2 separate regions of the Ovis aries genome follow, and region 2 is linked to region 1. The links are chromatin contacts, called in public Hi-C maps. All regions are on one chromosome and are shown on one strand. Each heading gives the region's core, a stretch centred on a gene start, on an enhancer-like site or on the middle of the called end of the contact. The rest is flanking DNA. Distances are from core to core; before and after follow the strand shown.

Evidence for each region. Hi-C and Micro-C count contacts between places; a contact is called where the count stands out from the background.
Region 2: a Hi-C map of hypothalamus shows a contact between it and region 1, with 5 times the contacts expected there. The contact joins two enhancer-like sites. A contact is called at or near these places in 8 of 16 Hi-C or Micro-C datasets (hypothalamus, liver, mixed tissues and 4 more).

What each region holds. Positions count from the first base shown.
Region 1 is chr5:85,356,846-85,362,187 of ARS-UI_Ramb_v3.0, forward strand. No RefSeq gene overlaps it. Among named protein-coding and RNA genes, the nearest start is that of TRNAC-GCA, 28 kb to the left of the region's middle. Within about 2 kb of position 2,781, at least 25 of the 54 cell types and tissues checked have an H3K27ac peak or open chromatin away from gene starts, as enhancers often do. A contact at or near this core is called in hypothalamus, where this site is marked.
Region 2 is chr5:85,861,505-85,866,846 of ARS-UI_Ramb_v3.0, forward strand. LOC121819676 (a long non-coding RNA gene) reads right to left here. Exons shown (of 4, transcript XR_006060029.2): 1 at 2,257-5,342. Among named protein-coding and RNA genes, the nearest start is that of MEF2C, 140 kb to the right of the region's middle. Within about 2 kb of position 2,752, at least 9 of the 54 cell types and tissues checked have an H3K27ac peak or open chromatin away from gene starts, as enhancers often do. A contact at or near this core is called in hypothalamus, where this site is marked.

The DNA of each region.
Region 1 (5,342 bases), core at 1,531-4,030:
ACTGAGAGACTAACACTTTCACATAGATCAATGGAACAGGATATAAAGCCCAGAAGTAAACTCACACACTTATGGTCAATTAATCTATGACAAGGAAGGAAGAATGAACAATGGAGAAAGGACAGACTGCTAAATAAGTGGTGCTGGGAAAACTGGACAGCTACATATAAAAGAATGAAATTAGAACATACCATATACAAAAATAAACTCAAAATGGATCAAAGAGCTAAATGTACGAACGGATACTATAAACTCCTGGAGGAAAACATAGCAGAAATAAATCACAGCAATTTAAATTTAAACACAGAACAAAATAAATCACGTATTTTTGGGGGTTCATCTTCTAAAGTAAAGGAAATAAAAGAAAAAATAAACAAACAAGACCTAATTAAAATTAAAAGTTTTTGCACAGCAAAGGAAACCATCAACAAGACATAAAGACAACTTACCGAACGGGAGAAAGCATCTGTAAATAATATGGCCAATAAGAGATTAATATCCAACATATATAAACAGCTCATACAACTCAACATCAAGAAAATAAACAACCCAATTCAAAAAATGGGAAGAAGAAATGAATAGACATTTCTCCAAAGAGGAAATGCAGAAGTTTAATAGGCACATGAATACATGCTCAACGTCTGCTAATCATCAGGGAAATGCAAACCAAAACCACCATGAAATATCACCTCATGCCTGTCAAAATGCCTACCATCAAAAAGAACACAAGTAACAAATGTTGGCAAGAATATGGAGGAAAGGGAACCCTATGCAATGTTGATGGGAATATAAACTGGTAGAGTAACTGTGGAAAATAGAAATGGAAGTTTCTCGAAAAACTTAAAATAGAATTACTATATGACCAAGCAATTCCATTTCTGGGTATAGGTCTGAAAAAAAAACCCTAATTTGAAAAGATATATGCACCCCAGTGTTAATGTTGTAGTTGTTCAGTTGCCCAAGCGTGTCCAACTCTTTGTGACCCCTTGGACTGCAACACACCAGGCCTCCCTGTCCCTCACACCCACTTCTGAAAAGCCATGAGCATCTCTAAGACGGAAACCTTCCAGAATTCCTGTTCCTCTTCCTAACTTCTACCATACTTGAGAATCATGGTGAACATAATGTGCTTTCCGTGTACGAGGATGCTATATACTTGGCATGGAATAAGGACTCCATAAAAACGTGTTCAATGGATAGATGCTGACAGTGTTAGTTAGTGTTGCGTCTGACTCTTTGCAACCCCATGGACTGTAGCCCACCAGCCTCCTTTGCCCATGGAATTCTCCAGGCAAAAATACTGGAGTGGGTGCCATTTCCTTCTCCAGGGGCTCTCCCTGACCCAGGGATCCAACCCGGGTCTCCCACATTGCAGGCAGATTCCTTACCATCTGAGCCACCGGGAAGCCCAAATGCTGACAAAACACTATTTCAAATCTTGTGCTCTCTCCTCACCACCTCCAAGGTGTAAGATTTGAGGGGGAGCTGAGTCAAGTTTCTAGAAATTACTGTGTCAACATAGACATCTATGAAACAAAGTCACATCACTATTTCCCTGCTTTCTCTTTAGAGGATCTCAGAGCACTATACCAACCTCAATTTTCTTCAGTGACATTTTTCCCTTCAATGCACCCCACAGTACATTCCACATGTTCAGACCACATGCAAAGCGTGAATACCCTTTACTGGTGGCTGTAAAAGGCCGTTAAATCAGACTGGATATAAGTTCCAGTAACAACCTACTACTCCCGGGTCTTGTTTTTTCTTCGAGGATTTGGTTTTTCTTCTCCTGGGTCCTGTTCGTGCTCTAAGCGCTCACCTGTGCCGCAGGAAGCCCTGACTTTAAATGGCACCCCTGAAATGCAGGAGACCCAGCTTCGACCCTGGGGTTCAGTAAGATCCCCAGGGGAAGGGAATGGCACACCACTCCAGTATTCTTGCCTGAAGAATCCCCATGGACAGAGAAGCCTGGCGGGCTACAGTCCATGGGATCGCACACAATCGGACACGACTGAGCGACTAACACACACACACAGCGGGCAGTGCGCCCCACACCCGCTCCTCCACAGCCCGTCTTCTCACCCCCTCCCCCCCATGCTACTAAGTAGATCTAATGCTGTTTGATCTCATCTCCAATTCTTTGCGGTTTAGGGAGCTGTGCAGCCTTGTTTAGGGAGCTGTGCAGCCTTGATGTACAAGACAAATACACACTGTAGCTCTGGGCTTACAAAATCATCTATCATCACCCTGCCTTTGGACGTGACCAGTACATTGTGTGTTTCACAGAAATTAATCTGGTGTTTCGGAGGAGAAAGGCATTTCGGAATCAGTCTGCGTGCAGAAGCCTTCCTGCAGACCCTGCAGACGCAGTTTCAACGCCTTTCGCCCCTGCTCAGCAAGTCTCAAACTTGACCTTCGAGAGGATTTCAAGGGTAATGCCTTCCTCCCTTTCCCCGGTAAGGCCTCCTTCTGGGAAGCAGCTGCCTGGTACCAGGGCTCTGAGAACTGCACATCCAGGCGCTCGGACAAGGCGGGGGATCCAAAGGAGGCGCGGGTGGGAGTGGAGAGGGGACCGAATCGTGGGGGGCGGGGGAAAAGGGGGAGAGCTGGAGAGGATGGAGGGATGAGGAAGATTATCTGCATATGCACGAGGCGCCCGGCACTGCCCTCATCCCCCAGCAGCTGCCAGGGCGGGAGCGGAGGAGGGCGGGGGTGGACAGCGGAAGAATGAGGCGGGGGAGGGGCGGCTAGAGTAGCATCTGAAGCCGACGCCTGTTTGGAGAACGGAAGAGGCGATTTGCATGGCGCCCGGTGATTGGCTGAGGGCGGAGGCTGGGCCTGAGAGGCGACTCCTGAATGGCTCAACGGACAAATCGCAGGATTCGTTTGGCCGCGGAGAAGCCGTAGAGGACAAGGTCTGCGCAATATGAAGCCTGGCCGCGAGGGGGCGCGATGTCCCACCTTTGTTCTCGTGAAAGGCTCCTTTTCTTGCCGCTTCCCCCGCCCCCTGTCCGTGTCCCCACCCCCGCCACACACACAGACACGCAGAAAGTGCAGAGAAATCCTGTGATCCAGTCAACTGGCTCTGCCCCGTCTATTAAGAAAGATGAACACTCCTTTCTCTTCCATCTCCTTCATGGGAGACCACTTTTCATTTCAGATTATCACAGCAATAAATATTCTTCGAGGGATAAAAAAAAGGCACTTAGCCAAAAGATAAGAGAATATATATGAAGTGGGTGGGTTAAAGAGAAAGACAATGCGTGTAGGCAGGGAAACAGGCACACATATGTAAATATGCACATAATCACCCTAAGAACACAAAACATGAAGGGGGGTGCAGAGATATACAGGAGAGAATACACATCACTCACAAGATGCTCACAGGTTATACACACTCTCCCACACACCCACTAACCAACACACCACCACACACACACACACACACACACACACACACGGACCTCTGAAAAGGCATCCCAGTGAATTTACATGCAGTGGAAAGACTACCGATAAAATATGAGAAGAATTTAAATGGCTCACCCCCTCCCCCTCCTAAAAAAATACTCAAGCCGAACGGTTCTATTTGCATTATACTAATATACACAGGACGCTGGCAGGGGCAAAAAAAAAAAAAGGCTCCATTTGAGGCACACCGTAGAGAATGCGTGTATACACGCGTGCGCGCGCACGCACACGCCCGCGCAACTGTGGGCGGGACACACCCACAGCCTGTGTCCTCCGCCCACGGGCACAAGAAGACAGATGCCATCCACAGCGCTCAGTACAGTTTTCCAGAAAACGCTAAACGCGAGAAAAACGTGAAGAAACCACCCTGCTCAGCCACGGAAGCCCTATTAGTGAACCCACGTTTTCTAAATACACACACACACATACACACACACACACACACGCTTGTCAGAAGATTTGGGTTCAAAGAATAGTGGATGCACAATAGAGAACAGAGCTAGAGTATGTCATCAGGTTAAACAACACTTTGAAATTACTTCAGCCTCTGATGGCTTCCTGGGATGCTCCTGAAAAATCATATCCAAGAAAAACAAAACATTTTTATTTATTCTGCTTTTCCTTTTTTTCCCTTCCTATCCTTGTTTTTAAGACAGTATAGAAGAATCTCCCTTCCCCAAAGGAGGATCGCCCTCCCCTCACCCCCACCCCCATCCCCCCGTTTTTGTTTTGCGAGCTTTTGAGCTGTCCTGTTGATTTGCCAGGGAGGAAGGTGCTAGGGAGCGGTCTCCCAGGCAGACAGCACCACAAAAGGCATTATTACACATTCCAAATAACAAGGGCTGTCTATATATTTACAAATCTGTTCAAATATTTAACCTCTTAACTTGCTAAATATCCCCCTCTTCTCCCTTTTTCTCTCTTGTGCTCTCCTCTCTCCCCTTTTCCTCCCTCCATCCGTTCCTTTTCCTTTCTCTTTCTAAATAGGTTGGAGGCAAGAAGTGCCCTTCTGGGGTCCAAAATGCGGCCAGGGGTGCTGGGCTTAACCTGACCCTCTTTGAATGCCAATTTCATTTCCAGGAAATCGCTCCTTTGCCTGCCAAAAGACCGAGTTTGAACCACCAGAGCTACCTTTTTTTTCTAAAGGAGAAGCTTTCATGGTGCCTCTCAGGTTTTAAACTGCCTCCAAAGCCATCTCCTAAACAGGAGGGATTTTCCTGACCCTTTAGGAGTGCCAGTGCCTCCAATCCGGAATGTTTTCTCTACGCTGTACCTCCAACCCATCCAGGAACTAGTTAGTAGAGGGGAAACTTGCATAACCGAGAACCTTCTAAAGACAGCCAGGGAGTTTGGACAGTATTTGATGACCCAACCAAGGCCAGGGTTTGGGCACATGCCAATTGCAGGAACCAAATCGGAATGCCATCGTTGAGAATGTCTTAGTGCCCTAATCTTTGCTCGCAGGACTAATAAACTCACTCTGAAGGCCAATGTAAAGTTGTATAGCAGTGGGCCTTTAAAGCGTAATCCAGAACGGAAGGGTTCTCATTTTGATGCATAAAGGGAAAAGGAAAGTTGTGTATGAGCTCAGCGGGAAAGGAGGAGGCGTCCCCTGGGGCAGGGACTCTGCTCACGCGCACCCTCCAGGCAGGTGACCTGGGTAGACTTGCCTTTGAACGACCCACAAGCAACCTCACTCTAGAGCCTTCTGACTTCACCCAGAACCCTGCTATGTGATGCAATTTAAGTTTCCCTAAGGAGGCTTCCCTGTGCCACTCCAGGGTTTCCTTTTCATCGCAGCAAAGAATTGCGAGGAAAATCGGGTGCCTTTCAAGTAGACACCGAAAGGGACACTTCCTCTAGGCACGTTTCCT
Region 2 (5,342 bases), core at 1,502-4,001, 500 kb after region 1:
TTTCTAGAATGTAGCTTTATTTATAACTTGAAAATCGGATCTAGAATGGCTTCTTATTGTTGTCTGATATTCTTTGGTTTCATTAGCTCTAAATAGTGTTGATTTAAGAAAATAGAAAAATAGAATTAAGTGTCAAAATAGTAGAATTCGCTATACACCTAATCACCTCTGAAGCATAAGCTTGTTAAACCCTATTTAAAGGACTGTTTATTTTGAATAGAAAATTAGGCCAGTGAAATTGTTTCTTATTCACAAGAAATATGGATGTATGCATATTATGATATTACATGTGGCATTACCATAGTATTACATATATGATGAGTATATATAAAAATATATAAGCCATGGATATCCATGAATATTACAGTGGATTGGTACAGTGTGTGTGTGTGAAGTAAAGGTGGAGACAAGGCTTCTCATTCTGTTCAGGTCTTCCTTAATATATCTCTCCTTAAATTAGCAAGTAAATTAAGGGATGAAGACAGGCCAAACTGTCTTTAGACTGTGTCTGTGTTCCTTTGTCACACATGCCCTCCCTCTGGGCTCACTTTGGAGAGTGTGTGTGTGTGTGTACTTCCTTTCCTGCTTGTTGAGAAGCAAGAAGGAAGGAAGGGATGCCAGGATGGGATTATTGATCAGAAAGGCACATCATTACATGTAAAATGAGATGGAAATATTTGAAATCCTGCTACATGGTTATCTGGGGTGGGGGACTTGTGTGTGGTAGCAGGCAGGCTGGTGGCATAAATCACTTGGGGAGAGGGGAGAGGCTCCCAGCTCTCGGAGTGGCCTCCCTTTCAGCTTCGGTGAAACCTGCAGGGGCTCAATGACATTTGGCTTCAGGGAGTAGATATTCAAGGACACCTGTGTGCATCTGGTTGGAGACAGGAGTGTGTGTGTGTCTGTGTGTGTGTGTAGGAGGGAGTAGGGACGTCATAAAAAAATTCATTGGAAAAAAATACTGATCCTAAAATTCTACCATATCATCAACTGGAGTCAGGCACCCAGGTCACTAACATGTCCAGGTTCCCTCATAGACTGCGGAACAGTATTTCTTTCGATGGTACAATATGGCTTCTTTCGTGTCTTTGGTTCTTTATGGTGCTTCCTTAGAGTGGGGCGAGGCTCTAGCCTCCCCCTCCTCTGTTCTCCATCCCCGAAAACAAACCATTCTACCACTTGAGCCATCTGCCGCAGGTGTAATGGATGGCAGGGGGCCGACCTAACCACACTTCAGTCTCTTCTAGGTCGTCACCGCTCTGCACCAAACAAATGAGTCCTGTTTCGCCACTAGGGTGCCGAGGTGGATGGTGGATGCCGGCCCCCGCCCCTGGCAGCGTTCAGCGCTTAGAAACCAGAGCCAGCTGACAACACACGAAACACACAGGCACAGAGAAAACGCCGAGCCAACGTGCGCTCCCTCCGCCCCCTCCCTCTGTTCTCTGTACCCGTGGAGGACATGAACACAGCCTTTATACATTTTAAAGCCCCTGCGACTTCCTCTGAATTCTTGGTTACTTACGACGGCCTTTCCTACAGCACATAGCCCCTGGTGTGGTGTGTGTGTGTGTGTGTGTGTGTGTGTGTGCGCGCGCGCGCGCGCGCAAATGTGCGTGTGTATTTAAAACGCTTATTGGTAGGTCATCAGCAGCTGATCAGACATAGTAATCCAATAATCTTTTTGAATGCATACAATTTTTCTTTAAAGGTAATTTTTTTTTAAAGAAAAAAGGAAATCTCTCGATTTCCTAAGTCTTGGGGTCCCAGCTTGGGTTCCAGGCAACCACCGAGCTGCGCAGCCTCCGCCTCGCCAAACTTTCCCTTTCCAGGTTTGAGCGAGGCTCAAATGTTCACTTCATGACTGAGCGGGGGCTGCTTTGCACGCGGGTGTGGGAGAGAGGGGAGCCGCGGGGACGCTCAGATAGGGAGGGGACTCGGGTAGCGGGAACACCCCCCCCCCCAACCTCTCCCCACATCCCCCGCCACCCTCGCTTGGAACCCTGGCCGGACGCACAGGGGGCCTCGGGGCCGGAGCCGGGAGTCCAGCCTTGCCAGGCACACAGCACCGTTTTGACCCCGGCCCTCTGCTCGGATCCCTGCCCGCCGCACCTCACCCCGCTCGCCTGCTCGCCCCCACCCCCATTTGTATCCGCCTTCGAGTAGCCCCGGGTCACGGAGCCCGTCTCCTGGGCCTGGGCGATGGGCGGAGGCTGGACCCCGCCAGGAATCGAACTCCGCCGTCCCCCGAGTACTCACCTCGAGTAAGGCCCTGGCAAATGCTGGCCCCGAAGCGTCAAGTTTCCTCTCCCAGCCGCTATGCCAGATCCTCCTCCTGCCTGCTGCTCCTCTCCGAAAGCTCGCCTCTCCCTCTCTCCTCTCTCTCCTCTGTCACACACAAGGATTACTTGTGACTTTTAGAGGCAAAAGCTTGCTTATTCAGAGAGGAGAGGGAGGGGAGAGAGAAGGGAGGCGGGAGGGAGGGGAGAGAGGGGGAGACTGAAGTCGAAGGGGGATGGATGGAGGATGGAGAGGGGGTGGGGAATCGGAGGTAGTGAAGGCGTAGGTAGAGGGGGAGGAGGGAGGGGACGGGTAGGGTGGAGTAACCGAAGATGGGCTGGGATGGGACGGCGAGGAATAAATTGCTCCCCACCCAGCTGCAGTGCGACGCCCCCAGCGTCCCGGGGGAGCCGGTACGTCAGATCGCGGCCGGCTTTAGGCGGGGCGGTACAAAAGCGCCGCGGGACCCCCTTCTCGGGCTTCCACCCCGCCCGAGCGAGCGCCGGAGGCCGCTCCACGCTCCAGCGGTCCTCCGCCCGGACCAGGGTGGCTGTCTAAGGGCTCCAACGCTCCACGCAACTTAGATTTCCTTCCTGGGTTCCTGGCCACCCTCGCCCGCGTCTCAGACCAGAACTAAAAGCTCGCGGAGACCCCCGTGCGTCCTTAGCCTCCGGCGCCCACCTTAACCAGAGCCCCTGGGCCGGGCGCGCTCTCCCCGGCGGCTGCCGCACCGCCCAGGCTCGCTCAGCCTCAGTCAGCCCCGCGGCTCTGCTCACATTTGGGGTACCCCCTCAGCTAGTTATGAAGGAGGTGTATGTCTGTGTGTGTGTGTGTGCGTGCGCGCGCGTGTGTGTGCGCAGCGCGCAAGCTCCAGGCTAGAAAGAAGGTGACATCCGGGCACGAAAAAGTAGCTTCGGTCTCCTGCAGCTTAGAGCCCGGCCACCTAGTCCGGTCACATCCAGTACTTGAGATGACAGTCTGCGTCAAGGACCAAGGCAGGAGCTCACTGGATCATTTCAACTGAGTTTCTATACAACAAGGATTGTTTATAATCAGTACTATTAAATACGAAAATAGGCTTTAAAAAAATAAAGAATAGTTGCAGAGAAAGAAGGGGGTCGTTTTAGCAATGGTCAGGAACCAAGTGGTTGAAATGTTTTGTGTGTTTTTTTTTTGTTTTTTTTTGTTTTTTTTACAAGAGCATTCATGATGGATAAAGGTGGAAGCTTCAGACTGGTACAAAACCAGTTCATTACGTGACGGGATTTTAAAAATAGGAGCATGCTTTTCGACATAGATGACACGTTAGTTCTCTGTTAACTGCATTAAGCTAGCCCCACGGAACGATTACCCGGCCGCTTTCAATGTGCAAACATGGGTATACTACAGAGGGTGTGCACAAGCGTTTGCAGAACTTTGTACACACACACACACACACACACATTTATAAAGAGAAAAACAACACCAGCACCCTAAACTCATAAATACCTATATTTTCTCAAACAACTGTCCCTTAATATGGCAATTTTCCTCTGCATTTCCTTGCTGACCTGTAGATGCAACATTAGAGTTATAGAGTAGGCTACTCGGATCGACATAATTCTGCTTACATTTATCGTGGATGACACGTCATAAAATGCTAGAGGGGGAGGGGAAACCATGAGGGGCGTGGAGATGGCTTTTATTAACAGTTATAGTCTCCCCTCGCTGTTTAATTTAAATAATAGAAATGATGTCACGGTAACCATCCTCCTTCTCCCAGTTCAGCGAAACCACTGGGATGGTTTGGTGAACAATGCATTGTACATTTGGTTAGGGGATGATTATTGCTGTAGAGTTATATAGACTCATCCTGTGGCCTTTAAAAAAAATTGCTGAACATTAACTTATTGGAACATTTGGCATGTTTTAGAGGCCATTGACCTGCCACATCTTCTTCCAGAATAAGGATTATAAAACGCTGTGCCCACCATACTTGTGTTGGAAAATGAAACAAACGAAGCTGTTCTTTAAAAATTGTTAGTTGTAGGCAAACAAAAATATTTCCCATCATCAAAACGAGCCGGTGTGCAGCCTATTAAACAAGGAGCATATTTTACCAATCCGAAATGCAGTTTAAAAAATTCTTTCAGAGAGCGCCGATAGGAGGGGAAATAGGTAACATGGAGCCTCGTTCCCAGCCTGCACCCGCGGGTCGCTGGCCAGGAGCGCGCACTCGGCGCACAACGGTATCTCGGCCCTTGCGCACCCGCGCAGTTTGGGGCTGGGTTTCCGAGAACCAGTGCAATCTCCGTGGACCGCTACCCGTTTAGAAATGGGTATTCGTAGAAGGGGAACGATCCAGGCTATAGTACTAGTGGCATGGTGGAGCTAGAACTCTTTTATTATTATTATTATTAAACAATTGCTTAATAATTAAACTGCTCTGGTTATTAAATACCATTTTGCCTCTTTCTCTGAAATTATTAGCCAGAGTTTGCTTCTAATGAGACCTCAAGATTGAGTTCTCTGGAAAAGGGGTGGGCCGCGACAAGGTGTACAGCTTTGAGGTGCAGAACAATTCATGTGAAAGAAAGTAATTGCTTATCTAAGTAAAAGAGGAAAAAAGAAACTTAGGGTTTAAATAAGGTTTATCAGTTTGCAAAACCTTTTTATATCTCAAACAGCGAACTTCATAAATTACACTCCTTTTCCTTTTCACCATGTACCACCTCAGAGATTTCCTTTCTTGCTACTAAAATGCCCATGAAGGTTTGAATTAGATACCCAGTAGCCCCAGCAATGTCTGGCCTGCCCCTTTTGAAGATTTGGGATTCTTTTTGAGGACTCAAGAAAAACCCCAAATCTGAAACTGGTTTGATGGTGAGGTGACTTCACTGAGTTTATCAGTCTTTTAAGCACCGCATGATTAGACAGGGAAGGTAACTTGAAAATACAACCTGATTCTAGGCAAAATCATTTTGTCCTCTTGGCTTGAGAACATAGTTTTATCTCCAAGTTCCGCCCAGAAGCAGACGGCTGCATGTCAGGGCTGGTCCCTACCCAGATCACGACAGGATCTTCAG